Regions from separate parts of the Mus musculus genome. Here regions 2, 3 and 4 are each linked to region 1. A link is a contact called in public HiChIP or PLAC-seq data. All regions are on one chromosome and are shown on one strand. The core of a region is the stretch at or near the end of the contact, and the rest is flanking DNA. Distances in the headings are between cores, read along the strand shown.

Region 1 (4,383 bases), core at 1,594-4,093:
TTAGACAGATGTGTCCCCACTCTGAGATTAGACAGATGTGTCCCCACTCTGAGATTAGACAGATGTGTCCCCACTCTGAGATTAGACAGATGTGTCCCCTTGCTGAGAGTACGCGTGAATATGAAGCTTCTTCACGTCTTATAAAAATGAATCAAACTGAGCCAAAGTCTTTTGTGAACTTTCCTTATTCAGTGTCAGGAGAGCAGCCTTTCCATGTACTTAAAAAAAAAAAAAAAATCAAAGAGTAGCATGTAGCCTTTCAACAATCCCCAAAGTCTCCTTTTACTCAACAACAGCAACAACAACAGCAACAACAACAACAACAACAACAACAACAACAACAAGAATAAAGTCTCAGAGACAGTAATCCAGCCACACATGTTCTTCAAGGCCACACAGGGGCTGCTCCATCTCTTAGACAAACTCCAGAAGGGACTGAGTAACTAATTAGCTACCCAGTTGTAGAGCGCTCTGTCCCACACTGTTCTGAGAATTTCTTTGTGAGGTAAGACATTGATATCACCACTTAGATCTACTTTACAGGGCCGAGGCGAGGGTTCTATTCACTGCTTCCATTCCTACCTTAAAAAAAAAGCTGGCATTAATCCTGGAGGTGGGCACCTAGGAAAAAGTTTCAAGTAACTTTTGAGAAAGTGGGATTTCTACCCCAGACTCACAGCTACATATTCATGGTAAATGGAGAGAAAAGTTATTTCTATAGATATTATGTACACACACGCACACTGATCTCCTGGACAGCCCTGAAAATACAAATGCAAACCCTGATATTTCCAGATGAACACCTACATAAGACTTTTTTTTCTTTTGGAGACAGTTTAAATCTCTGCCTCTAACTGAAAGCCACACCTCATAGCCTGAATGCTAGTAAAACAATCATCGGCATAAATAAAAAGTTAGTTCCACGGGGGCCACAGGAATTAGCTTATTTTGACAAGAAGAATTTAAAACACAGTTTCTTCACATTTGGGGATTATGATACCCAAGAGATAACAGAAAAAAACAGCCTGCTCTCCAGGAGCCCAAACTTCTAAGTTCCCTGTCTCAGAACTTCCGAGCCTGTCTGCAGGGTTTACCTGCCTGAGAGATAAGAAAAGGTGGTCTTTGCTGCTCGCTATCAAATACATTAGCTACTGGCTTGAATCTGAGCCCTGTTGTATATGGCACACATAGAAGTTTCTTTAAAATAAACTTAGTATCCAGATTGAACCACGAAACAAAGTTATAAGTTCCAAGAAACCTAATTATATAGCATATAATTTGTTCTTCAACAGAATCTTTTCAACTTTGTAGAAAAAAAATAGAACTCTTAATTTTTCAGACAAAACAGCAATGACAGTTTATCATAAAACACAAATCAAAGAGCAAGCCCAGCAACTGACCTCAACTCATCTCTACTTATTTCAGAAATGACAGAGAATTAGGTAGAGAGAAATCCTACTTGTGTTTGTATCTGCAACTTGGTGACACTAACGATTTTGTATGAATAAAAAACAGATTTATATTTGAACATAAATAGGTCTCCCTTCACCCGACTCCCAAGACTTTCCCACATATTTTCTCTAGGCAGCAGTGAAGGTAAATAGAGTCTTTCTTTGCAGTATGCTCGCCAAACGGTCTAACTATTGAAGTTTTCCCATTATCTAGTTGATTTGAGAAATCAGAATGAGTGTGTTAATCTTGTTCTGATTTATTAAAGAGGAGTTCCAGGGGAGGGGGAGACTTAAAGAATTTTGTTATAATTTTTGATTTCCTATTTTTTTTTTTTTGGACAAAGCAGAGATTCTGAATTTTAATTTTTCAATTTTTTTCTCTACTATTGCAGCCAAGCAGAAAAGAAAAATAAAAGTTAACTTTGTGGTGTTTAGAGTTCAGCTTTTGTTCCTGCACTGAAACCCATTAAACCGATGCAGACCATCGAAGTGCCCCTGGCGCATCTTTCGCCATTCATTAACTCTCTAAATGGAAAAGAAGGTCCCCTTTCTCATTCACAGGGACACGGAGGTGATATATCTGTAAGTGGTTGTTAGGAAAGAATCAGCAGCCTGACCGAGAACCACACTGTCACACAGAGATCTCAGCGTCTTTAAGCAGAGCCTAGAGGCTTTTCTTTATTCTGTACCAACACAGTCACAAGGGAAGTCCCCCACACACCGTGCATGACAAATACAACCTCCCAGGGTCCCAAATTCCAGGCGCAAGAATGGCAAAGAGCAATAAATAGAAATACATAGACAAAAATCTGTATGGATCTATGAAAATCACCCCCAAATGCGCTCTGATTTTTAAAAGGGAAGGGAAGATTTTTAAAAATAAGAAATACTGTCTAAACAAACACTTAAACAATAAGAACGACTGCTTTAAAGACAAAAGCTGACCTACTGACCTAAAAATCCATTTTGTATCAATTTCACAATTACACCTCTCCAATTCTTTTACCTTGTTTGTAAGATGCCAAAATCATGTTCTCATCTTCAACTTCAAACACTGTGTCCACATCTATTTGCCTCTCGATTAAAATAGCCTTCAGTTTTCCGAAGTCATTTGTTTTTAGAGCCTCCAGGAAATCTTTCTTAACTAATTTGGCAGCTCCAGCTTTGCTGATAGGGGCAGTGATGCCGTCCATCCTCGGAGCCCTGTGGAAGCGGAGCAATGATTTATCAGGAGAGCAGCACCCAGCACACAGGCAAGGCTGGAGAGTCCACAAACTGCCGGCTAATTTTATCCCAAAGTTATGCTGACCCGTTCTATTTATATAGGGATCATTTCAAACTTCAAAATATCCTCCCAGACTCTCCCTGAGTTCTCAGGTCCTTTAAACTGGAGATACGTAAGCGGGTCCCTTCCGCTCTACGTGGAGTCGATAAGCAGGAAGGCTTCTGTGACACATTTCCGAGCATGAAATGTCACAATTATTTCTTACAAGACCAAAGTGAAAGTGTAAGATTTACAAAGCTCTTAATTCTCTTTATGTTTTCTCCTCAACAAAAAACATCTGGCGCCTGGCTGGAGCCGCAGTATCTTAGTCTGACTAACTAATAGCCCCAAATGAGAATTTGTTTCTGTTGTTGATACACGTGCTACTGAAAACCTTTAATGATTTTGTGAAATGAGCCTGTAAAATCGAGCCTAATTATGCACATCTAAAAACAAACAGAAGGTTTGTCAGTAACCTACACTTAAAAATTTTTCAATATTATGAGAAAAGCAGGGCGGGGTAGTGAGATGATGGGGGGGGGTCATTTTAGGGGAAAAAAAGAACCTGAAGAAACAAGAAAATCAATGCAACAAGTGAGTGGACTTTATTGAACCCTGCATTTTATTTCTCAAGTCAGTTAAAAAAAAAAGCCATGTTTGAACAAATTACAAAAACAAATACAAGCTGGATCTTACTTTCTACTATGAGCTTATTGATTTGAAAATGTGAGTCAGGTATTTGGGTTCTGTAAAAGAATCCTGTTTGTCCTCAATTAAAGCAATGCCTAATCAATTAGCACACTGTCTCACACATCCTCTGTCTGTTTACATAGTGCTTGTGTGTGTGTGTGTGTGTGTGTGTGTGTGTGTGTGTGTGTGTGTGTGTTTGCTAGGGATCAAACCCAGGGACTCACACAGCTTGTGTTTTATTACTGAGCTAACTCCATCCAAGGTCTTTAACACTTTTGTTTTAAAACAGTTCAGACATGTAAATAGGACAGAGAGCAAGGGACAAGAGGCACAGAGACAGAGAGAACACAGGGAACAAATGTGGCCCAAAGTTAAGCAGCTGGTTACTGTCATGGGCAATATGCAGTTACCTGCTAGTTTTTATTATTAAAATTTCTCCCTGTTAGTTTTTCAACAGAAAAAGTTAGAGACAAAACTGAAGACTTAATTTTACTTATTAGTGTCTTTAATGTCAGAAAATTATCAAGTGCTAACTAGTATACAAATTAGCTGCAATTTACATATCATGGATAGGTTCAGAAAAATGATATAAAAAAATCCCTGCAGTACTTGCAGTGTGAATTTTTTAAATTTTTCAATAACAAATATGTCTATAAACGCAACTGCGAATCAGCATACCCTTTCACTTGATGTACTGATGTGGAACGTAAATATACAAAACTGGCCAGTCCTGAGCACAGAACTTACCAAATCATAACAATTTTCACATTCAACACCCAGACCCAACAGAGTAGTTGTAAGCCCACCAGAACCCCCTCACACACTCTTAGACGGGAGAGTCAATCTGCCAACACCCACTACCATGACTTCCAACACTGAGGGTCAGTTCTACATACTTTTTAAAAGAACTTTTATTTGAAATTTTAATAGTTTACTCATTTAAATTTTAGATACATACTTCAAAATGATGGCTCCAGC
Region 2 (4,453 bases), core at 1,086-3,585, 670 kb after region 1:
GATGATTCTTGTTGATCTCGTTGCTTCCATGAATGTAGAGGACCAGGAAGTGCCTTAAGGCTGGTAAAGTCAGGAGAGAAAAATCTCAAAATTTTAAGCCTCTAAAGGACCGTGTACAAGAAAGGCAAGGCTTTCCTCCCAAGTCCTAGCTATGAGGCTGAGATGCCTCCTCTTCTAAGCACTAAGGAGGCGCCTTCCTCCTTGAACTTGTGAGTTTGTGCTTATAACCTTGTCTTCTGTAGTTCTGTAGAAAGATAACCCTCTGAAATCAGAAGCTTAGCTTATCTGATCAAGTTCTGATTTTTTTTATATAAATCAATGGGAAATTATTAAGAAAGTTAAGCAGTCACACGACTGCTTGCTGCAATCTTACTGTAGCAGAATGATTAGCTACCAAATGTGTTAACTTGTGTTTTGTATTGTCAAATTGATAAGCTCCGTGGATACTCTGTTAGTCCTATGCTCAGGAAACCATCATCTAGTCCCTCTGGGGTTAATTTTGTCATCTATACAGTAAAGTGAAAGCTTAACTTCTCCAGGAAAAAAAGTGCACGGCCGTCCTGGCTGGACTGGGAAGCTAAGGGCGTATCTTGGCCAGAACCAGTACTTTGGTCTGTCCTTTAATAAAGATATTTGCATGCCTAGCATGACATCTAAAACCCCTTTCAACTTTTCGGCATTCTGAGTCCCGTGTTTTATTGATCACCCATTAACAATAGTTTGCACCCCTTTCCTATCAACATTTAAGACACATAGGCACACAAACATACAAAGGGGAAAACATATTTGATTAGATAATAACCAAGATAATTCCAATTTAGAAAAATTAATAAGTGACTTAGGAGGGAAATTTTTTATGAAGAAATTCTGCTGCCTTTTTGTAGAAAAAGATCCAAGCTTTGATTTCTGCCTCGCATGAACAGAAGTGCTTGTATTCTTAGCAAGGAGGTAATCTTAATGCTGACCTTAGGATGAATCCTGCAGTTTAGGCATGGGCTATCTGTGACTGTAAGAAAAACAATAGCTGCCTACTTCCAAATGAATGACTGGCCAGCCTTTGATGCCCCGAGGTGAAGGGCTGACAGCGGCGAAACACTTTCAATTGAAAGCCAACATTTATTAGGTTGGATCGATCAAATCTCACATAAATGTGAATGAGAGGAGAAAAAAAGAAAAAAAAATCTGAAAACAGGTTGTGTACCTGGTTGGTATTAAGATTTCTTATACACTAACTGTCTGGTTTAATAATTTCATTTCTATTTGAATGTTGTAATAACTTGTTAAAAATGAATTAGGAAGGAATCCATAAATTTATTAAGCTCTGGAAATCCCGAGATGAGTTATCTTGATTCAGAGAGCCAAAGGGATTCATCTCTCAGTCTGTTCCAATACATTGGGTATCGTTCTATTCACACAGGGACTCCGAGTCTCAGAGAGATGGTTAAGCCTGTTAAAGTTGTAATAGGAAGGAAAAAAAAAAAAAGAGGAAATCTCTCCCCACCCCACCCCCGTTAGCACTTAAAGTGCTTGATTTTCAGAATATTTATACCTATTTGCTTAGGTCAAATTTTGTGTTTTAAAGTTGTATTAAGACAGGTGGCAGATCAGCACTCTCTTTATAGCTTGAACATCTTTGAAAAATCCTATTCATAATCTTTATTTAATTTCTCCCAGGTAGTACTTTCCATTAAGATAATGCTGTGCACAGTTGTAAATATCTATCTAGTTATCTAGTCATATCATAGTCTTGTTTAAATAATTTGTCTCCAAAGTACCTTTGTGATATTCCCCATAAAATCAGACATTGATAAAATTGAGATGCTTTTAAAAACAAACTTTTAGGTTGTCATAGAAAGATATTCATTATAGTATCTTGGTATTTTTAAAATTGGTTAGGTTACTCCTGCTAAGAGTAATACTTAATCCACAAATCTGTGTTTAAATTATGCAGTCTGTTTCCCACATAGCAAACATGAAGTTATTTCACATAACACCGTATGTTCATTTTGATTCAAAAACTCATGTATACATAGCATCTGGATTGAATTAAGATTTTCAAATGTGCACTTATTTATTTCTGACTCTGTTATGTTGCACAGAGTTTATACTGCTTTTGCCTCAAGTAATGACCCTATCCTGGGGATATTAAGCGTCTATTCACGGGTGTGCGGCTTCAGCTGGAAACCAGGAAACGCACCACAAAGGGGTCCTTGGGCAGCTAATGCTTCAAATGCTGTCTTCTGCTTTTTTCACATCTGGCAGAGCACGGTACACACAGAAACAGCACGTATCTCCTCTTAATTTATCACGCAGTCCTACCTTATTTGCTAGTCTGGCTTTTAAACCTGCAGCGGGTTAATAATTGCAAGCGTAAAAGGCGAGAGAAGCCACTATAGAAAACATACTGATAGCAATGAGAAATGACAGCTGACAACTTGTCTACTGGGGGGAGAAAACAAAAAATCTATAAAACACACAACCTTAAAATGCATTAGCCTACTGGGACCCACTCATGTGATTTGTAAATGACAGGCAGCCAAACCGTCCATACGGCCCCCTGTATAATAGAGCCACGTGTGGTAACTGGTGTGCGAAATGATGGTCTTACAGCACCACGAAAGAGGACCAACTGCTGCTTCCTTAGGAACATGAGGCTTCTCCATGCTCCATTCTCTGGGTTTATGGTTAACTGAGGTTTTACCCAATCCTCCTAAACCTCAAAAAGCAGAAAAAGACCACATAAGTGGATCTTTTAAAGTCATCAGTTTGTTGGTGAAGAACCTATAAAAGACACATGCACATAATTGCTACCTTGCAAAGGCTAGTTGGACACGCTTATTGACAATAATTCATGACATTCTTTTCAAAGATTGCGAAAGGAGACAGGTTTAAGATTAAACGTAGCTGGAACTTTCCGGCCTGACACTCAGTGTCTGTTTTATCTTTATGGCTGTGTCCTCGTTCTTAATGACGCAGAAAAAGGTCCGAGAAGTGTTCTCTGGCCCCTTTGTAAAGATGGGGTGGCATGTGTGTCTGTTTACATTTCAGCGACAATCTACACAGCAATCGAGAAGCTCTGTCAGAGGTTCTTCAGCAACGCAGAGCTTTCCAAACGTCAGTGTTTGTGAAGTATCACTGTTTGCTTCTGTTTTCAATGTAAATGTGTGTAAAGTGCACACCGATGCAGAAGCTTATCTCTCCCTTCACGCAGAGAAAACATTTCTAACAGATTCTTAGCAGAGGAAGACAGGCACAATTTAGGGAGTGTGAGGTCCCACTTTATTGCCATTGCTGTCAAGATCTATTATTTGATTCTCTGCTCACTACTGTCACATAATACAGAGTTGTTGAAACACCCTGACCTTTCTATATACCCTGTGACTGCAACATGCAATGAATAGTTCTGTGAATAAGATTATGGCCATATGGCGCAGAGAAACATAGGTGCTTAGGGAGGGGAAACATTAAAGTCATTATTTTCCAATACTATTTTCCTTTTGGCTCTTCTTGATTCAGACAGTAGATTTTTATGTTTGTTCGCTCTTTTTTACAAATAAATTCTATTGTTTATGGTAGTGCATTTTCAGAAGTCTTAATCTGTACCACCATATGTACCTTTCCTATTCGAAGGTGATGGTTTTGATGCGAGATGGTTCGAACTCTTGCTTTAATTGTTTTGCCCACTTATGTTGCTAGATTGGAAGGGATTTAGCTACACACAGGCTCCAAGTTTCATTTGTATCCAGTGGTGTGTTTGCCGAGGTAATGGATTTATAGCTGTATAAGATCATAGAACGATGCAAGACACGGAGAGGCCAGCCCCTGTGACCTCGGCTGGATTAGCACAGTGCTGTACACATGTGCGTTGTAGAGAACTGAGGCCTTAGGGCCGTGGCTTCTCAGGGTGTTTACATGTCATTTTCTAGGCTCGTTATTAAGAAAAATCGTGTGTATCAAGTTTACAGTTTGTGGGTCCCACCTAGGCACCTGTGAATGCAGCGTGTGTCAGCGTCAGGTAGTAGTCTCCGTGGGTAGTTTGTGCAAGCCTTATGAGTATTATTGTCATAGCTCATGTTTAGAAGAACAGCAACCCAGGGCTTCAAATTCTCTATGCCATTTCGCTTCTGAAAAGAAGCACAGGTGTAAATACTGCCCCTCTTGAGGAGCTATTTGTTTTGCAAATAACAAAGGGACAGGAAACGGGCTCTTCTCTAAAATGTTGTGTGGGTGCCCATAATTTAAACCTACCATACCAAAAGGAAGTATTATTTTCACAAACAAAACATAGTGGCTTAGTCATTTTCCATTTCTGGATGATGAGTGTGTCATACATCTGTATCATGTTTTTCTCGAGTGAATGGCATATATACTTAAAGTGAAGCAGGCTTTACTGTGGAGTTGCCAAGGTAACTGACCAGCAAGGATGCAGTTCGGCAGATTGCAGAACGGCAAT
Region 3 (4,700 bases), core at 526-3,025, 630 kb after region 1:
AACCCCTTCAGCTCCTACAGACCTTTCCCTAACTCCTCCATTGTGGTCCCATGCTCAGTCCAACTGTTGGCTGCGAGCATCTGCAGATAAATAGATTTATTATTGTGTGCTGTTTTTCAGATGTAGTATATTGATCCTAGGGGGTTTCTTTTTATATCACTGGTCCTTGGTTGTATGAATGACATTCTTTTATGCATCTCCATCCTCTTGCCATAGCCCACCTTTCTAATTCTCTTTCTTCCTAGCCTACACTCCCTTCTTTCTTTCACTCTTCCACTTACTAATAATTTAAAAGTGTCTTAGTAATATAAAATATAGTAATGAAGTTATCATTAATGGCTTTACCATTAAATATGTTAATATTTTACTAGTACGAAATACTTATTTTCTTGGAGGTTGTGAATACATAACTGATCCTAGACTGTGATTGATGTGTTCTTTATATTCACTCACATTTGAATGCTATATCCACTCCCATCATTTCCAACCAGTCGCATCCCTTATTTTCTCCATTCTCTTTCTTCCCCTCCCCCTTCTCTCCTCCCTTCTCCCAATTATATTAATTATATTGCCTTCTTCACTCTAATCAATAAGCTTCAGTGATTCCAAAAAATAGTTCTAGTAAAAATAAGCCTTTATTATCTCACAGGAGATACTGAGTCTCTGCTATTCATGGCATTGATTGATGTTGGATGTGTGTAATTCTAATCAATTAATACCTTAGTATGTATATGTGTATGTGTGTGTGTGTGTGTGTGTGTGTGTGTGTGTGTGTGTGGAGAGGGGTGGTATAGAAAGAAAGAGGTGGTGTATAAGGAGAGGGGTGGTGTATAAAGGGGAGGAGTGGTGTATAATAATGTACAGTGTAGGGGAATACCAGGGTGGGGAGGCAGGAGTGGGTGGGGGACACCCTCATAGAAACAGGGGGAGGGGGAATGGGATAGGGGGTTACAGAGGGGAAACTGAGAAAGGGAATACCATTTAAAATTATATATATATATATATATATAATCACTCTTCCCTTTTCTCCTTAGTGTCCCTCCATGTGGAATCTAATTAGTCTTGAGTACTCCATGTAATAGTGTAGTATGACTATTGAAGTCACTATTGATTGCTGTGTTTATTTTATTTGCAAATATTTTGCATCTGGAATACAGTTGATCCCCTTGTGTGTTCTGGGCATATGGCTGATGGTGAGTTATGTGATTGAAATCCCTTATGGACCATCCCATTCAAAGCCACACCTAACTACCACCTCTCTTCTTGCCCTTCAATCTCCCTATTAGCTCTGCTTCCTGCCCCTCAAAATGTTCCCTTACTCCCCCCCCCCCACTTATTTTGTGTGTGGGGAGAGGAACGCACTGTGGTACCATTGTGGGTTTATGGTGGTCAAAGGTCAACTTGTAGGCACCGTCTTCACCTCCCACCAGGTGGGTTCCAGAGACCAACTCACATTGTCAGCAAGCACTTATCTGCTGAGCCATCTTGCTGGCCCCAACTCCACTTAAATTAGTAATCCTAATTATCTCAAGTAGTGTTGGTGTTGGGATTTATGATTTTTGTGGGGTTCCTATTATTTGGTAACCTTATTACTAAGGATAGTAATGTTTTCCATCTGAAATGTATTAGTTGATTTCCTGGGATAGCCTGAGCATATTATTGCTACAAGAGTGTATGATTAATTTGTTCCATATACACCACCCCTCCCCTTATACACCACCCCTCTCCTTATACACCACCCCTCTTCTTATACACCACCCCTCTCCTTATACACCACCCCTCCCCTTATATACCACCCCTCTCTTTCTGTACCACCCCTCTCCTTATTCACCACCCTTTCCTTTATACCTTACCACTCCCCTTATACACCACCCCTCTCCTTATACTCCACCCCTCCTCTTATACCCCGCCCCTCTCCTTGTACACCACTCCTCCCCTTATACCCCACCTCTCCGTTTACACACCACCCCTTTCCTTATACACTACCCTTCTCTTTATACACCACCCTGCCACTTATACCTTACCCCTCCCGTTATACACCACCCCTCTCCTTATACTCCACCTCTCCCTTTCTGCACTACCCCTCTCTTTATACAGCACTCCTCCTCTTATACCCCACCCCTCTCCTTGTACACCACTCCTCCCCTTATACCCCACCTCTCCGTTTATACACCACCCCTTTCCTTATACACTACCCTTCTCTTTATACACCACCCTGCCACTTATACTTTACCCCTCTCGTTATACACCACCCCTCTCCTTATACTCCCCCTCTCCCTTTCTGCACTACCCCTCTCTTTATACAGCACTCCTCCTCTTATACCCCACCCCTCTCCTTGTACACCACTCCTCCCCTTATACCCCACCTCTCCGTTTATACACCACCCCTTTCCTTATACACTACCCTTCTCTTTATACACCACCCTGCCACTTATACCTTACCCCTCCCCTTATATACCACCCCTCCTCTTCTACACCACCCCTCTTCTTATATAGCACCCCTCCCCTTACATTCCACCCCTCCCCTTATACACCACCTCTCCCTTTATACAGCACCCCTCTCCTTAGACACTACCCTTCCCTTTATGCTCCTCCCTTCCCCTTATAACCTACACTTCCCCTTATACACCACCCCTCCTCTTCTACACCACCCCTCCTTTTCTACACCACCCCTCCTGTTCTACACATCCTTCCTTTTCTTTACCACCCTCCCTTCATATACCCTTCCTTCCTTTTTTACCACTCCTCCCTTTATATACCACCCTCCCCTTATACACCATCCCTCCATTTATATACCACCCCTTCCCACTAGATTCCTAACCCCACAACTTTACTCTGTCTTCTTCCCCCATCTCAACTCATATCAAGAATCCCAATTGTATTGAATTATACCCAGTGTGATGTCAATGTTTTTGCCATTAGTTGGTGGATTTGAATGTTTGTATTCTGTGGCCAGGATATACTTATGTTCTGGGGTATTGTGTATTGTTATTTGATTGTATGATATAAAACTCCATTCCAAACTTACTCAACTTATACCTTTCTTGCCACTACTTCCCATCTCCCACTCTGCCCTATTGCTAGCCTTCCCCATCGCCCATTCGTCTCAGCATTTCCAAGGAATCCTGATATTAAGATCATTGTGTTAGTAATCACTATTAATTGGTGGCTTTCTTACACATGGGTTTTATAAATTGGCGTCATGGGGTATTCTAGTCTGGGATGTCATTGATAAGAATCTATGTGAGTGGTATGTTTAATACCACCATGCCGACCACACTCCTGATCTCAGCTCAGCCTCCGGCCCCATCTCCCAGGCTTCTACCATTGCTTTTCATTCTCCTATGTCCCTCTCCAATATATTAATGAATTTCAAGTGTTCCAAATAATAATGGGATTAATAATCAATATGTCATTGGATTTGTTGTGAGGTGATGACTTTGTTAACTTCAAAACTTAAATGAGTTAGTCCATTTCCTGGGGTATCCTGGGTATTATCATTGATGATGTACTGTGTGACTGATGTGTTGTTTATACACCACCCCCAGGCCAAACGTGTTCCCATACCCACCCTTCCCCACCATCTTCTTTTCCATTTAGCCCCTCGCCAACCCCTTATCTTCCTAGCTCCCACCCCTTGTCACTCCACACCCATCCCACCTCTCCTCCCTCCATTCTTGATGCCAGCGGGCGCTGAAATGATCAGGACACAATTTGCCTTAACCACTAAGTCTTTATTTATTGAATTTTTATTGTAACATCAATACAGTTTTATTAATACAAAGAAATATAATAAAGAGAATACAGTAATATAGTTTGAAGGGTGGGGTTGGAGGGGGAAAGGAAGAAGGGGTGTGTTAGGGAGGGGGAAGATGGGGGCGGGTTCTGGAGGGAGGGAGGGAAGAAGGGGTGGGTTAGGGAGTGGAAGGGGAGACGTGGTGAGTTAGGAAATGGAGGGGTGTGTTTGGGAGAAGGGGTAGGTTATGGAGGGGGGGAGGAAAGAAAGAGTGGGGTAGGGAGGGGGAGGGGTATGGAAAGAGCTTTTATTCATTTTCGTACAATTTCCATTAACATTTACCATTCAACATTCTAAACTTTATTCCAGCAACAGTTTTATCAAATGATGACTGTCATCTGGCATTCCTAAAATCCCTTGAGTTAATTCCCAGAGCCTGTATTAGATTACTCTAATCGTCCTAACCTTCACTAGAATGTCATCCATGTCCAATTCACTCCTAACACTGATTTCCCTGTAGTTCCCTCTGAGCTCGGCCTTAAAGGTAAAGTTGGTAGGGGTAAGGGACCAATAAGTACACTCGTCCACTTGTTGAGGTATTTGATCTAACTTATCCTATGTGATCTAACTTATCCTATGTGATCTAACTTATCCTATGCTTATCCTATGTGAACTAACTTATCCTATCTTATGGAACTTATCCTATCTTATGGAATTTATCCTAACTTATCTAACTTATCCTAATTTATCTAACTTATCCTAGCTTATCTTATCTTATCCTATCTTATCCTAACTTAATTTCCTAAATTACCCACCCACCTAAGATTACTTAACAATCCCTCCCAGCCCAAAATACTTATGATTATCTACCCCTTATTCTTAATTGACTATAGGGAAAAAAAAAGAAAAAAGAAAAACAATGCAAAGTTTAACAACATCTCAACAGCAAAATTCTGAAACAAGC
Region 4 (4,809 bases), core at 879-3,378, 760 kb after region 1:
GGCCAGCCTGAGCAACACAGTATGAAGAAGTATAGAGAAAAATGAAGAGAGAGTTACCTGTACCACAGACACAGATGGGTGGAGTTCGTTACACTCTGCTTTGTTCTTACAGCTGCTAGCCCAGATGGAATAGGTCTAAAACAAGAAAGGACAGTCAGATCTCAACACTGCGGACCCTTAAACAGACACATTACAATGGCTTAGGGGTTTTCTTCTTTATAACTTGGTACCTCACTATGCTATAAAAAGTACCATTAAAAGCTCTCCCTAGCAAAGGGGGATGCTAGAGGGGTGAGGTGAGAGTGGGCGGGTGGGGAAGTACCCTCTTAGAGGCAAAGGGGAGGAGGGATGGGGGGGGGATTGCAGAGGGGAGACTGTGAAGGGGGACAACAACTGAAGTGTAAATAAATACAGTTTAAAAAAAGCTCTTGGGAGGTCTGATCACTTGTTTCAGTAGCATCAACTGCCTAAGCATGGGGGGACGGGGTGTGGGTGGGGGTGAGAAATGGAGTTTTGGGCACTTCTGGCAATATGGTCATCACCACCAATTGCTGGCTTTTCACATTCACGAGCACATGGAGCTGGGTGGTGGCAGTGGTGGCAGTGGTGGCCGTGGTGGTGCTGGGAAGCAGAGGCAAGGAGATCTCTGCAAGTCCAAGGCCAGCCTAGTCTATAGAGGGATGACAGTACAGCCAGGGCTACACAGAGAAGCCCTGTCTCAACCCCCTAACTCACCCAATAGATAGATAATAGATAGATGGATAGATAGATAGAGAGATAGAGACAGATAGTACATGGTATAATTGTAACTTTTTTTTGTTTTTTTTTTGTTTTTGTTTGTTTGTTTGTTTTTTTTGTTTGTTTTTGTTTTTTCGAGACAGGGTTTCTCTGTATAGTCTTGGCTGTCCTGAAACTCACTTTGTAGACCAGGCTGGCCTCTAACTCAGAAATCCGCCTGTCTCTGCCTCCCAAGTGCTGGGATTAAAGGCGTGCACCACCACCGCCCAGCTGATTGTAACTTTTAAAATTCCTATTTTACTATACTCTCAGCTAGTATTTATAACTTATATATGCATTCTATGTAGAACTTACATCTAATTAGAAAAAATACAGTAAAAAGTTTTAAAATGTTCATTTAAATTACATTTTCTTTATTTATAGGTTAATTCTACCAGTTAAAAATTGAGAAAATTAGACGCTTACATTTTGAAACTTACCAAGAAAGACACTACTGAAACAAACAATAGAAAGTTGGAAATTTTGTTTGAAAAGAGTGGTTCACCCTTTCCTTCAGAAAGTATTTGCCGTCTCTGCAAAGCCAGATAAATGAAAGCAAACAGAACCCCATGGAAGACAACCTGAGAACAACAGGGAGAAAATTGGTTTTGAAGAGTTACATCTCAAATGCTAGCAACAATCCTTGGATATTTAAAACTGCATTTATAAAAGCTCCTGGGCTAGAAGCTTAAGACTTTAGAGTTGCTATGAAGAGCAAACTTTGACTGTCTAATCAAGCGAGTGACCGCTGGAGCATGCAAGCCAGGAAAGGAAGTGTCCAGCAGAGACAGAGGCTGCCCCCAAGGCCCCCAGGAAGAAAGACAGTGACCATCTCAAGCGGTGGACATTGAACCCAGAGCCTTCCACTGAGCAGCACCAACCCCTCTGCTGAGTTACATCTCCAACCTCAGCAATTTAAACATACTTCTAAACTTTCTCCAAAACATTGAAACACATTTTATACCCATCCCTTCAACCAAACCAAACAGCAACACTAAATTTTATGTTTAAAAGGAAACTATGTATATTAAACAATATGGTGTGGAAGAAAACCCAGAGCTTTTTCTTTAAAAAAACCAACCAAACAAAAAACCAAAAAAGACATAAATAACCACAATTCATCACTGCAATGGACTGGACTTTTGTGTCCCCCTCCAACCCCCACCTCCCACCCTGCACAAAAAATACAAAACACACACACACACAACCTCTCCTATGTTGAAACTGAATTCCTGTGTGGAATCTGGAGTTTTATGTGGGTACATGGGAAATGGTCAGGTCAGGAGGGTGTAATCTTTATGAGCAGGGTTAGTGCCCTGTAAAAGAGACCCCAGAGACCATTTCCAGTGAGACCATGGCTGCCCAGGATCCTGGTCTCTGGAACTGTAAGAAATATGCTTTGTTGTTCAGGAGCTAATCAGGCTACCCTGGTCTGTTTTAGTTTCCCAAACAGATGAAGATAAGCACATCCTTGCAGCTTATCTGCTAAAGCCGACAAAGGCTTTAGCAGAGCCATTTTATTTGTATGTGGCTTGGAAATGCAATAAAGTTCCTTGGGAAGTAAACAGGAGCTGGGAAGCTGGGATGCCTCAGAATAGCTCTCAGGGCATATTGAAAGATGGTGAAGGATAGAAAGGAAAGAGCTCATGGGAAAGTAATTAGCGCCGCTGAGTGCTCTGCTAGGCCGGTTACCTTTGCTTAGTCAAAGGTCTCCGAATGATTTCAGGTTAAGTGTGTGGAGTCCCTCACCATGCTGTGGCTGCTGCTGCTTTGCAAGCCTATCCCCACGTCTATATTGCAGAGCTTACTAAGCGCATGATAATAGTAACCGTAGGTTTGAGAGCAGACTGAAAACACTTGGCTGCTCAGAGGTATGCTGCTCTTTAATACACACTTCCCAACATCAATATCTTATGAAATCCAGGAAACATCATGACACTCAATGAATATTGTTCTCAATGGTAGAGCACATATATGTGAATCATCAAGAAATTACAACTGTCTGTCAGAAGCCCCTTTATAGACAACACTTAAAATATTTTCCTGGTGAGAGACAGACATACTCATTTTCTGCTGTAATGAGAAAGGGTTCATGGGTAGTAAGCTTTAACTTACTCTCAACAAGTTTCTTTGTATAAAACCTAAGCAGAAATAGTCAGGAGTGCAAATAATTTTCTAGCAGTATAATTTGAGGCATGAAGATATCACAAAGTAAATACATACGTAGCGGTCTAGCCTCCACCTGAACCACCATTCATACACGCTCCCTTCTAGTTCAAAACATTTGGAAAGTGGCCATAGAGAAAAGATCTTCTCAAATGCACCCTGAAAAGGAATGCAGCCAGTCAGGTCAGCGCTTGCTTTGCAGTTCCATTATGATCTATGTATTTGTCAAGCTAACAGTAAATAAAGACCATTCACATTCTTAACGTCTGATCAATTCACTTGAAAACTTGGCTTCATTTGAAAAAGAGTAAATGTATTTCAGCTATGGCCAAAAAAGTTTATTTAATACTTTTCAAATTTGTCTTTCACATGGAATCTACGAAAAATACAAGATTTTGAAACAAGAAGAACAACAAACCCCTAGTAATTTGAAATTATTCTACTGAGTTTAACATAATATTAAAACATTTTTATATTTACTAGAGACACAAAATTACAAAACACCTCAGCCAATACAATATCAATATCCAAAAAAATTTTAAGGTGAAAAATATAATTTATTTTCCTCTAAATGTCTTTAATTATTTATAATTATTACGGTTGAAAGAGCCCCCTGAATTAGTCACTCTAATCAGCCATCCTCAAATGCTATTATTACTAGCCACAGTTTCAAGTTTTATTCTGTCCAGCTAGTGAATGGCACCCTCTTATTAATCTGACAGCAAGAGAATGTTTGAATGAAGGGTAGAAGTCTGGGGTACATTCCTGCACACCAATGAAGCCTTTCAAACAGAGCGAGTGCTCAGTATGGACTGAAGAGTGGCGGCGAATTCTACTAAGAAATGTCCCATTGCTTGACCTACTGCAACAGCATCAAAAAGGACTACTAAAAAACAATTACTGCTGACCAGAGAACAATATGAAGAAACTGCCTCAGCCACTACTGGGTCCTTGTGTCAGAGGAATTTCATCACTTTTAGAAAATATAACTATTTTCATTTATCCACAACTTCAACTATACATAAAAGAACTGTATCAAACTTTATTCCACAGAAAATGTAGGTTCATTCTTACAAAGAATTGCAAAATAAAGACCCCTGATTATATGTGTACACACATACATATAGATATAAGCATATATATATATCATAACAGGTATGGATCTACTGAACATAAGCATATGATTGTAGCAGCTACATATGAAGAGTATTTATAAATAAATGCATTTGTATTTAAAATTTTATTTCTTTTTTTAGTAGATATTTTCTTTATTTACATTTTAAATGCTATTCCAAAGTTCCCTACCCCTCCCCCCCAACGCCCTGCTCCCCTATTCCCACTCGCACTTCTTGGCCCTGGTGTTCTCCTGTACTAGGACATATAAAGTTTACAATACCAAAGGGCCTCTCTTCATAAAATTTTATTTCTAATTGAAATTTATCTAATATGTTACTGATAAGGAAGTTAATAGTGCATACTGACTTTGGGTTCAGTGTGCTGTATAGTGGGCAGGACAGAATGGGATGCTCTGAACTGTGTACTGTCTTTTTCTTGTGCTAGGGTCCTCACTGACCTAGAGCTGGGAAGGTTCCTCAGTCTCACTATTTAATGATAGGCCAGCTTCCCTTTTCCATTCTAATGTGCTCAGAGAATGTTGGGTATTTGTTGTTACCTATTTCTTTATACATTTGCCTATTTTATTATTTTATGTATCTCACATGGAAAAGAAAACTGTATGCCATACAGAAACAAAAATGTTTTAAATACTTCTGAACGTGAAAGTAGGTATAAGAGCCTAAAATGCCTCCCTACAGGTTCTGAAGAATTAGCTCGCACCCCAACCACACATAACAAAATGTACCTAAT

The links. HiChIP or PLAC-seq counts read pairs in DNA pulled down with a chosen protein or histone mark.
Region 2: an H3K4me3 HiChIP or PLAC-seq map of embryonic limb bud shows a contact between it and region 1, with 5 times the contacts expected there. The contact joins the enhancer-like site here to the promoter of Asb4 in region 1. A contact is called at or near these places in 18 of 39 promoter capture datasets (the 3T3-L1 cell line, 3T3-L1-derived adipocytes, the C10 cell line and 13 more), 1 of 15 datasets of contacts at CTCF or cohesin (pro-B cells), 7 of 484 Hi-C or Micro-C datasets (adipose-derived mesenchymal stem cells, cortical neurons, embryonic stem cells and 3 more), 20 of 115 datasets of contacts at active chromatin or transcription factors (bone marrow-derived macrophages, craniofacial prominence, differentiating embryonic stem cells and 12 more) and 1 of 9 other capture datasets (macrophages).
Region 3: an H3K4me3 HiChIP or PLAC-seq map of embryonic limb bud shows a contact between it and region 1, with 7 times the contacts expected there. The contact joins the enhancer-like site here to the promoter of Asb4 in region 1. A contact is called at or near these places in 19 of 39 promoter capture datasets (the 3T3-L1 cell line, 3T3-L1-derived adipocytes, the HPC-7 cell line and 12 more), 1 of 15 datasets of contacts at CTCF or cohesin (the NIH/3T3 cell line), 13 of 484 Hi-C or Micro-C datasets (the N1E-115 cell line, differentiating embryonic stem cells, embryonic fibroblasts and 4 more), 13 of 115 datasets of contacts at active chromatin or transcription factors (bone marrow-derived macrophages, craniofacial prominence, embryonic basal ganglia and 8 more) and 3 of 9 other capture datasets (embryonic stem cells, liver and macrophages).
Region 4: an H3K4me3 HiChIP or PLAC-seq map of embryonic limb bud shows a contact between it and region 1, with 4 times the contacts expected there. The contact joins the enhancer-like site here to the promoter of Asb4 in region 1. A contact is called at or near these places in 23 of 39 promoter capture datasets (the 3T3-L1 cell line, 3T3-L1-derived adipocytes, the C10 cell line and 15 more), 1 of 15 datasets of contacts at CTCF or cohesin (pro-B cells), 19 of 484 Hi-C or Micro-C datasets (bone marrow-derived macrophages, differentiating embryonic stem cells, embryonic stem cells and 5 more), 9 of 115 datasets of contacts at active chromatin or transcription factors (acute myeloid leukemia, bone marrow-derived macrophages, cardiomyocytes and 5 more) and 2 of 9 other capture datasets (embryonic stem cells and macrophages).

What each region holds. Positions count from the first base shown.
Region 1 is chr6:5,388,870-5,393,252 of GRCm38.p6, reverse strand. Asb4 (ankyrin repeat and SOCS box-containing 4) reads right to left here and starts at 2,843. Exons shown (of 5, transcript NM_001355662.1): 1 at 2,458-2,843. The coding sequence starts at 2,644.
Region 2 is chr6:4,722,318-4,726,770 of GRCm38.p6, reverse strand. All of the region lies in intron 1 of Sgce (sarcoglycan, epsilon), which reads left to right. Among named protein-coding and RNA genes, the nearest start is that of Sgce, 23 kb to the left of the region's middle. Within about 2 kb of position 2,335, at least 5 of the 459 cell types and tissues checked have an H3K27ac peak or open chromatin away from gene starts, as enhancers often do. A contact at or near this core is called in embryonic limb bud, where this site is marked.
Region 3 is chr6:4,759,531-4,764,230 of GRCm38.p6, reverse strand. It overlaps Peg10 (paternally expressed 10), which reads right to left. Exons shown (of 2, transcript NM_130877.2): 2 at 3,714-4,700. Among named protein-coding and RNA genes, the nearest start is that of Peg10, 15 kb to the right of the region's middle. Within about 2 kb of position 1,775, at least 48 of the 459 cell types and tissues checked have an H3K27ac peak or open chromatin away from gene starts, as enhancers often do. A contact at or near this core is called in embryonic limb bud and muscle stem cells, where this site is marked.
Region 4 is chr6:4,632,295-4,637,103 of GRCm38.p6, reverse strand. It overlaps Casd1 (CAS1 domain containing 1), which reads right to left. Exons shown (of 18, transcript NM_145398.4): 14 at 3,001-3,102; 15 at 1,218-1,358; 16 at 58-135. Among named protein-coding and RNA genes, the nearest start is that of Gm38761, 20 kb to the left of the region's middle. Within about 2 kb of position 2,128, at least 18 of the 459 cell types and tissues checked have an H3K27ac peak or open chromatin away from gene starts, as enhancers often do. A contact at or near this core is called in embryonic limb bud and extraembryonic ectoderm, where this site is marked.